2 separate regions of the Mus musculus genome follow, and region 2 is linked to region 1. A link is a contact called in public ChIA-PET data. All regions are on one chromosome and are shown on one strand. The core of a region is the stretch at or near the end of the contact, and the rest is flanking DNA. Distances in the headings are between cores, read along the strand shown.

Region 1 (5,996 bases), core at 2,258-4,757:
GTTAAGGTTTAAGTCTTACTGCTAATAAGAAAAAGTCTATTTAAATCAATTCAAGACTACTATCACATATTAAAACCATTTTAAATAATTTTAAAACTATAAACCCTCACACTTTCTTTTGCATTAAATATTAGTACAAACTTCTGGAGAGTGATGTTCAATATGTGACAAAAGCTTGAAAACTCAAGAGCTACTTTGACCTTATTCATAAATCCATGAGACTTTTGGAGAAGGCAACAGAAAAAGAGCCCCTCCCCTAATTATGCAAAAATATTAGTGAAAAGGTAAAAATATTAGTGAAAAGGTTAAAATATTAGTGAAAAGGTAAAAAAAAAAATTAGTGAAAAGGTAAAGGTCATTGCTCAAATGACCAATTGGAAATTAAGACAAATCATAATACTTAAAACACAACTAATTCTTTTTCTTACCATTACCATGATGGATATTCAAAGAACAATAGTCATACAAAAGTACTGTCAGAAAAATATAAAGCAAAGGATGGATGCTGATAATAACTGTGTAAAGATTTGCCTTTACTGTTTAAGAAAAATGACTAGAAAACCACCTTTTAAAGTGTGTGGTAAGGAGACCATTTTTAATTACTCAATTTTCTATCAAGTTCATTTTTAAGTTTCCTTTTCTCATTTGCTTAAAAATGATCTACCTGCCTATCCATATATAAGCTGGAAAAGGAAAAAAGTACACAAAATCATTTCTCATACACCCAGATATTAAAACTATGTTCAAACAGCTATCAGTAGTTTGATACTAAAACATGTATTAGTGAATACTTCGAATTTACCTTCTGTGATACAAGTAGGATTTATGTCTAACAACAACAGAAAGAAGAAAAACAAAACTTCAGGCTGAAAATTAAAAGTAGTAACAGGTATTCAAAAATAATTTGTACCCATCTGAGAAATTATTACCATTAATAATACTGGTGGTGGCATTCACTCTTATTACAATTAAACCATTTTTGGATTTGCAAGATATTAGGGAAAACTCAGTAGCTTCTGTAATAATGTGGCTTCACTCTTATAATACTCAAAGTTTTCAAAATTAACATCACAGCAATTTAACTGTTTTCTACTGACAAGCAAACTTTCAATTATTTTCTTTTTATTTAGTCTGCCTTAGTCTACTACTCTTCCAACTTTGTGTCCACTTTGTATGCTTTTCCTCATTTGGATCTTATTTGGAGGAAAGAGAGTTCAATTTAGGTTTTATTATCACTCCTTTCATCATACAACTCTGTAGCTAAGAGTAGAATCTCTTTCCCCACATATAAAAGATCATCTTTTTGTCTCAGTGCAGAGCAGAAAGTGCACTTACATTGCAAATTATATTTATGGAAAAAACAAGAGTCAATTCAAGACTTAACTAAAGTATATTCTCTTTTTTAAAAATGTCCATTGTCTCCTAATCCCAAAATCCTGTTCACCTATTCCCAAAAAGGTCATAATACATATTTCTTCTTTAGTGAAAACATATTTGCACAAATGCAGTTTACTGATGAATTAATTAGCTATTTTTTAAGATTAGAAATATATAACAATGTTTTTATTCAGTAACCCATTATCTAAAGATGAACAATCTTGGAATTCACTCAGTAGTCCTCAGTATTTTTATTTATGTAGTTTTTCTCACTTATGAGTCAGTTCCCCTTCTGAATTCCTTCTCCCCTCCACTCTAAAAAGAAAAAAAAAGAAAGAAAGAAAAAGGAGAAAGAGAGAGAGAGAGAGAGAGAGAGAGAGAGAGAGAGAGAGAGAGAGCTAGAAAAAAAAAAAAACACCCAAGCCTGGCCTCAGTTCCCGTATTTCAAGCCAGGACCAACCAGAAACCAGTTTTCTTCCACTAATCCGGAACTCCGGGCTGTTACCAACGCTGTCATTGGCCAGCGTCAGTCCTTGGTACGTGCCCCAAGATAACCCCCTGGTTTCTGTCCCTTATCCCCCTACAATGGGCCTTCTCCGCTGTTTGTAACACAGTCCTAAAGCACAACACAGCACCTCTGAAAACCAACTCACATTCTTCAAAGTTTTGGGGTGAAAATAAGCAAGGCTAGAGCAGGGCAAGGTACCCTTTCCGACACGCTGGGAGGGGGAAGGGGCAGTCCTTCGAACACCGAACAGCAGGCTCGGGGAGCTCTAAGGGCTGAAGGGCCAGGGGCGGTTGGGGGCACAAGGTGGGGAGGGAGTGGAAAAAGAGTTGGGCTAAGTTGAAACGAAAAGTTTACTAACCAGATCCTCGAAGCTTCTTCGGTGCTCTTTCCCTTCCCAGTCTAAGCGGCGCGGAATCAGCTGGGGGCCGGAGGAAAAGAAAAGGGGGGGGGGTGAAGGAAAAGCCTCTGCTCCCCAGCAGCAGCACCCAGCCTGGAGCCTAATCCTAGACCCTTTAACATTTTCATTTCTCCAGTCCCGACAGCTACTGCCGCTGTGCCGGGGGTTGGGGGTGGGGGGGGGCAGGCCAAAGGGAAGGAAATCCTGAAAAAACACCTCCCGCAGGAATAAAAGGCAGCGAGTTTAGACCCCTGCGTTGTCCGCCCCTTCTAAGCAAAGAACCCGATTTACCCCAAGTGACAACAGCCCCAAGTGTCCAGCTCGAAGGCTCCCTCCGGGCCCCTGCCCTCGGCCCCTGACCTACCTTACCCTTCCTCCAGGTTCTCCCCAGCCCTCCCCACCTCTTCCCAAAAGGGGTCCATACCTGATGCTCTTCGAGCTCTTGCACTAGCACCTGGGGAAGAGGGACACAGGGATGTGAAAGCAGATTGGGGCGCCAACCCATTCCTCCCTCCCCACTTCCAACACAGCCGCTGACTGTAGGAGTAATCGCGGCCGGCCTTTCCCTCACCCTCCAACTGCACTGCTCACCCAGTGCCTCAATTTCCCCAATGGGACCATTCCCCAACACTCCCAGATATCCTTTCCCTCTCACCTGAGCGGATTTGTTACAGGGTCCGGACTGCAAGAACCTTGCGATCAGGTAATACAGCTCTAAAGAAGGGGTTGGGGGTGGGGGGAGACGTTGAGAGAGAGGCAAGGAAAAGAGATACAAGCTTTTTAAAAAAAATCTGACAGCAGTCGCGCAAAGCCCCCATCCCTTTTGCCCCCGGCTCAGCTACCCACCGGCTTCGATCTGGGTAGGTGCCGCCGCCATCCTTTTCCCGAGGGGGTTTGGGGGCTTCGCTCAGGAGGGCTGGCGGGGGCGGGTGGGGGCGCTGCCTCTATTGTGGTGAAGCCCCCATGCTTGGGAGTCCCGCCGCTTCCGCCGCACTCTTCGTCCCAGTTTCGGTCTCTCTCGGATTCATCGCATCACGTTTCGACCCATAGATATTCTAGCCCAAGAGCTGAGGAGGCGGAGGAGGAAGGAGAGCAAGAGAGAAGGAGAGGGAGGAGCTGAAGTCGCCGAGGGGTGGGCGGGGGGAGAGGGGTGGGCGGGGGGAAAGGGGTGGAGCCATAGAAAGAAGGAGGGGGGAAAAGGGAAGGGAGCCGCTTGCAAAGCTCCAGGCTGGCCGCCAGAGGCACTAAGGCGGCCGCCTAGTTCCAGCAGCTAAGCCGGCCTGGGGTTGCCTAGTTACTGCCCAGAGAACAAGGAAGAGGTTCTAAATGCAGGCAGACGCTCTGGCAATCTTCGTCAAACTCTGTGGTGGCGTTGGCGTCCTAGAGCTCCGGAGTTGCTTACCCTTCCTGTAAGGGCAATCGGACCCTTTCCGGTGAGGGAACCTCTCTCCAGACATGATCAAGAGAAACTGGCGAGGGACTGACATGATCTAGCTTACCTTGGGTCACCGAACGGATTTGGTTTGTTTGTTCTTTCTCTACCCCAAGAAAAAGTCGCTAGCTACTGCAAGGTTTTGTTTTCAAACAAGGAACAGCATGCCAAAAGAAAGTGCTGCGCCTACCTGATGAGCAAGGGAATAATATTCTTCTAGAAAACTTCTTGTAGTAGTATCAAGTCTCCCCTTGATTCTGATAAACATTGCGCGCGAAGTTTACACTTTAAGGAGGAGGCCGTTTCCCCCTTCTGAAAAGGTCAACAAGCTCTTTCTTCTCAATTCCTGTAGGATAAGTTGGAACGCTGTTTTGAAATTCTGCCAAAACGTTTTTAAAGTTCTTAACTATTCATTGAAATTTGGATAGAAATGATAGTTTGGTTTGGTTTGTCTTTGAAGTGATATTCTCTGACTTGCTGTCACTATGTATCTATCCAAGGCTCCCCTGGAATTCCATGTCAATCTTCCTGCCTCAGCTTCCCTAGTGCTCATGTGGCAGGCATGTGTCGCCACTCCGGTTGACAAAAAGTCTTTTTTCCACTACCTTGAGACTACAATTGTTTTCATGTATAACTTTAACTCTTAGCACAGCGCTGATTTGATCAAAGGATTTGTATAATAATTGACAGTTTGAGGAAACTGGTTCACTTCCCCAATTTCTCTTAGCATCCCGTTCTCAGGATGTTACTTTGAACAGAATTCATAGAAACAAAACATGATGGGAAAACAAGTACTATTTGAATTGTGTACATTATTTGCTTTGAAATACTCAAATTTGAAGGTTCACATTAATGTATGGCTATAGTGGGAGTTTGGTTTTCAGACTCAGGGAGCTCGGTGATTAAACCACATTGGGCATAGAATTAAATTTAATTCAATTCATAAACTTAACATATCCTTAGCAATTCATTCTGCCAATTTCTTTTATTGAGTAATTAATAACAACATAAGAGTAAAATGCTATGGTTATCTTTGGTATAATCAGTATCTGAAAGAAGTAGATAAAAGAAATATAAAACCTCAGGACAAAATTGTGAGGTGCTTACTGAAATAGTAATTTTTATAGTTCAAGATAATATAATTAACAGCTAACCTTTACCAAGTCATTACTACATATTTTGCCTGCTGTAACTCATTTAATCCTTAACAGTGACCTAGGAGACAGTTTATATTTTTCTCTACCATACTAATATTAAAAATTACTACTAGCCAGGTGTGGTGGCACACGCCTTTAATCCCAGCACTAGGGAGGCAGAGGCAGGCAGATTTCTGAGTTCAAGGCCAGCCTGGTCTACAGAGTGAGTTCCAGGACAGCCAGAGCTACACAGAGAAACCCTGTCTCTAAAAAACAAAAACTAAAACAAAACAAAACAAAAAAACCACCTGCTATATGACTTCAAAGCACTTACATGCTATTGTTTTTCTTATATGTAAATGATAATAAATAATATTCACTGTGTTTGCTAACACACATTTTTTGTAGAACTCATGTGAGAATATATCTCTGTTGTATTCAAAAGGCATGTGACATAATTATCCCAGCGATCACTAAAACTGTAAATTTGGATGCAATTAAGAGAGAAAACTCCACACATTTATGGAAATTTAAGGTAAGAAATTACTTGTACAGAATTAATTTTATTTGTATTTATTCATTTATTGTGTATGTGCAGGGGCAGAGTCACCTGGCCTCCAGGTAAATAATTATGTTAACTGGAATTTGAAATGATAAGGGATTAGGAGTAAAGAAAATGCAGATTAACCTCCTGTGGTCTGATCTACCTATAATCCCAACACTAGGGTGGCTGAGGCAGAAGTGTCTTTAGTTCAAAACTAAACTGGGATACATAGCTAATTCAAAGCTGGCCTGAGAGATAAGGGGAACTGGAAAGAGCACGACATTAGTTTCAGGCGCACAATACCCAATGATTCTAGAATCCTCTACTGACAAAGCAAACTGACACAAGGAAAAATACTTAAAGCCCAAATCCATTTCCACAAAACCAGTCACTAAGGGTAAATTTTGGAGATGATAATTAAGGAAGTGATGAACTAGCAGGAATTTTCTGTACTAAGTTTGTAAGAAGAAAGTTTTTTAAATGTCTGTGTTCCCACAAAAAAATATTCATTCTTTAGAACTAATGCTAACGAATCAAACACTTTGAAGTAATTTAGAAGACAGAATCACCAGTCTGAATCTCTGCCTGACCACATTTGTATC
Region 2 (6,214 bases), core at 1,430-3,929, 280 kb after region 1:
AAATGAACCATGGATCATTCTTTGTTCAGATGTTTTAGTCAACACTCTCTATTTTCTACCTTGTCTTCAACTCTGGAATTGGGAACACTTAAAAAAAAATAGGTGTGCATGGAGAAACCAGGCAGGGGTGTTACAGCTTCTTCTATGATATTCCTGATTTCAAGCTGACTTTAGAGCCTGGCATGATAGTCCATGACTGTAATCCCAAAGCATGGGATGTTGAGGCAGGAAGATGGCTTCCAAGTTCGAGGCCTGTTCGGGGTACAAATTGAAACTCGATCTAAAGGAGGAAAAAAAAAAGACTCAACTTCAGTCTTTTCTAAATGAAATGGTTCAAATGATGGCCAGATGGATTATATAGAAAATTTAGAAAATCTAGCTCCCTTCTCAACCATATTTATATATATACATATACATGTACATACACACACACACATATATATGTATATATATATGAATGAAAATGTATTTCACTCAGTATCCTGCCAGTCAGATCATCTCCAATACCAATTATAGTAATATATAATCAAAACTAAGGTGATCACAGTAATTATATTTAATGTTTTAACCAAAACTATATGCTATTTTATTTTATATTATTGACTTGGTTTTGACTCAGGTGAAGGCCTCAAAAAAAAAAAAAAAAGGGATGCTAGACTTTGACCTCAGTGTGAGAAGTAAATTTGTTTTCATCTGTAAAGTTTCTTTTTAGAAAATGTGTAACATTTTTCTTTCTTTATTCTCCCTCTGTGTGTATATGCATGTGTGTATGCTCATGTGCGGATGTACTTGTAGTTGTCAGAGTACAACTTGAAAGGGTCAGTCCTTGTCCTTTCACAATATGGGCCCAAGGATCAAACTCAGGCTGCCAATTTTGTATCTGTGCACACTGAACCATTTCCCTGTCCTGGACTTTCGTTTTACAGTTAAATCTTTATCCAACTTTTAGAGATCTATATTCACCTCAGGTTTCTTTTGTATGTTTTTTAGGGAAAGAAGTAGATTTGTAAAAGCCAGGATGATTTTTGCTGCTATAATAGTTTCCTTTTAAAGTGATGTGTGGATTTATATTGATAATGCTAAATGTGAGAAAGAGGACACAGCTCATGAATGTTAGCCACCACTTCATAACACTTCCAATTGCTGAGAACTATGGACTGAATCACAGCTGAGTTGATATTTGAGGGAAACATTTTCAGGATTGTTTCTCTCTGCCATCCATTCTATCCAGAATTCACTTATTAGCAAAAAAATACTTTAACCATCTCTAGAGAACTCCATGGATTACATATATTTTACACTATAGTTGCGTTGTGTCTAAGGTGTTTTATGTTATTCATTTTTTCTGTTATAGTTCTTCCTTATAGACTTGTAAAGTTGCTGATGTTAATCTTAATCTCTGTTGTGTTTTCAGACTACCACACTGTGCTCAGTCATTGGCAAGTATATAATGAATATACGTGTATGGAATTTGAATGCATGAATGAATGCATGCATGAACAAAGTATTTTATTTTAAACAGCAATGTAGGTGAAATCATGGATTTGATATGGTAATTGCTCAGTTTTCTTTTACCTATTAACATAAATATATTCAACTGAATAAACATGCTCATTCACATACTAAAATCCCCTTAGGTGCTGTCATGGAAACACTGCACTAAAGGCACTGTTTAATCCAGACATCTGGGCATATTACCTTTGCGTAATTGAGCTTTTTTTCTCACCTCTGTTTTTGCAAGTGGATTTTTGTCCCCTTATTCCACAGTCCTTGGTCTTATCCATTGTTAACCTGTCTTCTCTAATAAACTCTTTCTCAGTGCAATAATTATCTTTACTCCCAAACTCCTTTACCATTTTTGTCAGATTCCTTTTCCCTTTATACTAATCAGGAGATGAATTTTGAGTTTGTTCTTGTCTCCCCCCTCCCCCATCTTCTTTATGGCTTGAGGACAGCACAAGGACAGAGAACTGTTTCTCTAGGGTTTTGATCTGTACTCATTTTTTGTTCCTACTTGTTACACAGGCTGGTGCTGGCTTCACCTCCCGCCTCAGCCTGCCTGGTGAGGTGGTGTCCTCATTACTTTCCCAGGGCAAGGGCTATGCTTAAGGTGATCATGGATGAATGATGACATGGAGGCTGACAAAGAGGTCAGGGTCTCCTTGTTGGTGTCCTGGAGGATCATCTATCTGGCTGTGGATCTCATTGTTCTTTGAATCCCAGGAGCCTATCAGAGACCTTATTTCCTGGCTGTGATTTCCATGGCTTAGGCTGGTGGTGGTGATTTGAGTGGCTTTTTAATAATGTGAGCCAGGTGGTGGTGGTCGTCTTGCTCCTAATTGCTGCCATTACCCACAAATACCACCATCTGTTTGCTTTGCCATGGTTTCCATAGAAACTGCCCCCCCCCCATGTTATCTTGGTGGACCTCCAGAGTGTCTGAATGGATCTTTGAGTTTCGGGTGATGATAAACTCTTCTGAGGCCCCGGCTGAGACCTTTGGTCTTGGCTACTAAGCATAACAGAAGGATTTGGGAGAAGAGAAGCTGAGCCCAGAAAGGTGAGAGCTGGAGTCTCCCCCAGAAAGGTAAGGAAGTAAACAGGCCTAGTAAACAGGCCTCCAGGGGAGGATAGAGCAGACCTTTGAAAGAGAAACTAATCCTATTGTCAGTTAATCTTCTTGTGCTAATCGGTAAAACTGTAAAAGTGAAACTGTAAACACGAGATAAGTAGAGATAAGTAGTTAAACTGTTAAACAGACTGTGTCAGGTATCATCCCATTGCTAGCTTGGAAAAGATGTTCTTTGGTATTTGTTGATGAATTATTTACGTTTTGTGATGATGTTGCTGCCTTAATAGTTTGAGCAATGTTTGTGTAACCTTGTGTGGAGCTATTGTATTTGTGAAACCTGATTCTAGATGGAAAGAATCTTACAGGGAAAATGGACCTATAGTGCACTCCATTAAACATCTTATTTAAAGTATACAAGCTTAGAGCTGTAAATTGTTTTGTTTTTGAGATAGGGTTTTATTTTGTAGTTTAGGCTGGCCTGGAACTCACTGTGGACCCCAGGATGGCCTCAAACAGACAAGAAGCCTGTGTTAATCTCCCAAATGCTGGAATTACAAGGCACAAGTATCACTTCATCTGGCAATTTGTAGCACTGCAAACATTTATTTTCTGTATTCATATTCATAATAGTTATTGAGAAAGGAAAGTTTCCCCACTGTTAGATAACCCAGTTATTAAAAAGATTTAAAATTATGCCAAATGTCTTTTGAGCCCTTACCCAGTGCTCTGGAATTTTACATTCTGATGTCTGAAACGTGACATTAGAACCCTTCAACCTAACATATCATCTTTCATATCTCCCTGAAGTTTTGTTTGTATGTGCATGTGTGTGTATGTTTGTGTGTGAGCGTGCGCACGTGAGTGTGTGTGCACAAACACATGCACACATGTTTGCATGCTAAGTGTGGCGTAAGCATGTATAAGGGCATGCATGTAAAGGCTGGAGTCAGCCTCAGCTTTCTACTATTATTTATTTTTTGAGACAGGGTCTCTCATTGGGATCTGGGGCTTTTTAGGATGGCTGGTCAGTGATCCCCAGGGATCTGCTTGTCTCCTCCTGAATTAGCAATGGGATTATAATCCATTGTGCTTGTCCTTTTATATCAGTCCTGGCAATTGCACTTCATCTTCATGCTTGTGCGGCAAAATACTTTACCAATTGAGCTATATTCCCAGAACTCAGTTTTCTGGAAACAGTATTTGATTATTTGCCTGCTGATATGGTGCATGTGTTTTATATCCACTATTATATTATGTTATATTATATTGGTGCCTTGTTCAAATTTATATTCCTTCAGAATTTTATTTGGAGATTCCTACCAGAGAACTGCAGTTACTTGTATACTCATGACCAAAGAACAATTCTTCTCTGTCATGGAAGGGTGTCCTTGATGACAAGTCTGAAGAGGCAGGAGGCATGTGTACGAGTGGTGAAGGAGGAAGGGTCCATCTTAGCTATCAGTGCAGTGAGAACAGTCCTGACAATGATTGGGGTGCCAGATGTTGTGAACAGATTGTCTTCACAGTCAAGACTTTAATTCCTGAATGTAACTCCTAAATGTAGTTTCAGTCACTCTCTTAAAATGCTATAATCACCTATGGGTGATTTAATCTCTCTCTCTCTCTCTTTTAATCTCTCTCTCTCTCTCTCTCTCTCACACACACACACACACACACACACACACACACAGAAGGGCTATGCTGAAAACATAAATAAGGAATCACACACATTGAGAGAGGGATACAGAGAAATATTTCATAATATATAAATGCATATTATGACAAGTGGTGTTTTTGGAGTTTTCCTTATGACAGAGAAACTAATGGCAGTTATATACAGAGTAAATGTTATATTACAGTTAAGGGTTTTGCCTGTGCAAGACCTGCACAGGTTCTAGCCAATGAGATCCCAGTACTGGGAGGGGGAAGTGGACATGAGGATTCCACCTCTACCCAAAAAGTTACCTGCAATTGAAAGCTGCTAGAAAAGTAGTTTTTGCCATTGGCATGCCACTGAGTACGTATATCAGTCACAATCTAGGGCACGTCTTGTGCCCAGGAGTACTTAGCCAACACAAAAGGAACCCAGTGTATTTCTGTCTCATATTTCATATTTCTCATTTTTTCCTTTAGAATATTTTTATTTATTTGACACCTTTATACAGGTACACAGTTTATATTAGTCATATTCAACTTAAGTTCCCCTTCTTTCTCCATTGGACCCTCACCTTTCCATCATATATTTCCTTCCCACCTTCATTTTCTTGTCTGTAAATAATTCACTGAGTTCTGTTAGTACTGCCTGCACTTCTATAAGTATGATTCCACCCGCCTACATCCATACAAACATCCCTCAAAAAAAAAAAGACAAAACAAAAACAAAAACAAAAAAAACCCAAAAAACACAAAACAACAACAACAACAAAAACAAGCTCCTTTTCCAAGCAGCTGTCAGTTACCAATAGCTCTTCAGCACTGGGCAGATCCTCAATGAGCCTGTACCATTCATGGTTGAATGTTGATCGGCTTGACCTTGTGCAGGCCGTCTGCAGGTAATCACAATTGCTGTTAGTCCATGAGTGCTGTGGTCTTTTCACACCCAGAAGACAGAATTTTAGTGAATTTCTCCCCATCTTCAAGTTCTTATATTCCAAGTACTCTTAAGTGATGTTTCCTTAGCTTGCTTTTAGCTGGGCTGGGGAGGTGATATAAATAACTTATTTGGGGATAAGCTCTTAATAGAAATTATTCCTTGCACATTAGACAGTTATAAATCTTTGCAGTGGGTGCTGTTCACTGCAGAAAGAAGAGGTTGAGAGTAGGGTTTATGAATATCTATACACATAAAATGTTCAGAAGGCAGTTTGATAACTTGTTCATTAAGCAGAACAAGCGCAGTGGATTCCCCTTAGGGCCTGTGATTTTCCTTAGCCATGGGCTTCTGACTAGATTTGAAGAGGAATGAGTTCCTTCCTGTGGAGCAGACCTCAAAGCCAATCAGAAAGCAATTCGTAATCCAGGAATACTTGTGCTGGTATTATATCAGGAAGTAGCCACACAGTATATAGTAGCTTGCTATTGTACCATGCAGATTCCATTGGATAAAACTATTGATAACTTTTGTCCCACAGTGGCCCCACACAGTACTTTCTGGTACTATGAAAGCTACTCAGCAGGCAGGGTATTTCCAGAAAAACTCCACTTGATCTCTGGATGTCCTGTAACCAGAGTGTGTGGTGTCTTTAGCCGAGGGATTTTACTAACTAGTTTTAGAGGGTAATTAAGAGCAATGGTAATAGCTGTGTTGTTTGGGGAGCCTCTAGAACATCTTGTGTTGAAAACTTAAGTGGGGGAGGTTATTCCATACCTGGCGATGAGTTTTTCATTTGTTATCCCATGTTCTCTTCTGAGGATGCAGGGTCCACTCATCCAAATGTAGGGACATTTGTCCTTAAATTCCTGATTTAAAAATACATATTTTGTAACTAGCATATAAAGCAGTGAGTTTCTGTAAGTTTCCCTATCTCCTCAGTTTTAGTTACTATCCTTTCCTTAGTTTTCAACACCTACTTTCCTATCATATATGTTTTACAGTTCTCTACCCTTTCATGCACCCTTTCCAGCCTCCTGACCTCTGTGTAT

What was found. ChIA-PET counts read pairs in DNA pulled down with a chosen protein or histone mark.
Region 2: a contact with region 1 is called in an RNA polymerase II ChIA-PET map of memory CD8 T cells, with 17 read pairs. The contact joins the enhancer-like site here to the promoter of 2810403D21Rik in region 1. A contact is called at or near these places in 1 of 39 promoter capture datasets (pre-B cells), 4 of 484 Hi-C or Micro-C datasets (CD4 T cells, LSK cells, Th1 cells and 1 more), 3 of 115 datasets of contacts at active chromatin or transcription factors (effector CD8 T cells, embryonic forebrain and memory CD8 T cells) and 1 of 9 other capture datasets (adipose tissue).

What each region holds. Positions count from the first base shown.
Region 1 is chrX:108,830,971-108,836,966 of GRCm38.p6, forward strand. 2810403D21Rik (RIKEN cDNA 2810403D21 gene) reads left to right here and starts at 3,508. Exons shown (of 5, transcript NR_015493.2): 1 at 3,508-3,715; 2 at 5,296-5,385. It overlaps Brwd3 (bromodomain and WD repeat domain containing 3), which reads right to left and starts at 3,376. Exons shown (of 41, transcript NM_001081477.2): 1 at 3,129-3,376; 2 at 2,938-2,996; 3 at 2,707-2,736; 4 at 2,244-2,303. The coding sequence starts at 3,159.
Region 2 is chrX:109,111,417-109,117,630 of GRCm38.p6, forward strand. The region is part of intron 1 of Sh3bgrl (SH3-binding domain glutamic acid-rich protein like); the gene reads left to right. Among named protein-coding and RNA genes, the nearest start is that of Sh3bgrl, 19 kb to the left of the region's middle. Within about 2 kb of position 2,680, at least 51 of the 459 cell types and tissues checked have an H3K27ac peak or open chromatin away from gene starts, as enhancers often do. A contact at or near this core is called in Th1 cells and memory CD8 T cells, where this site is marked.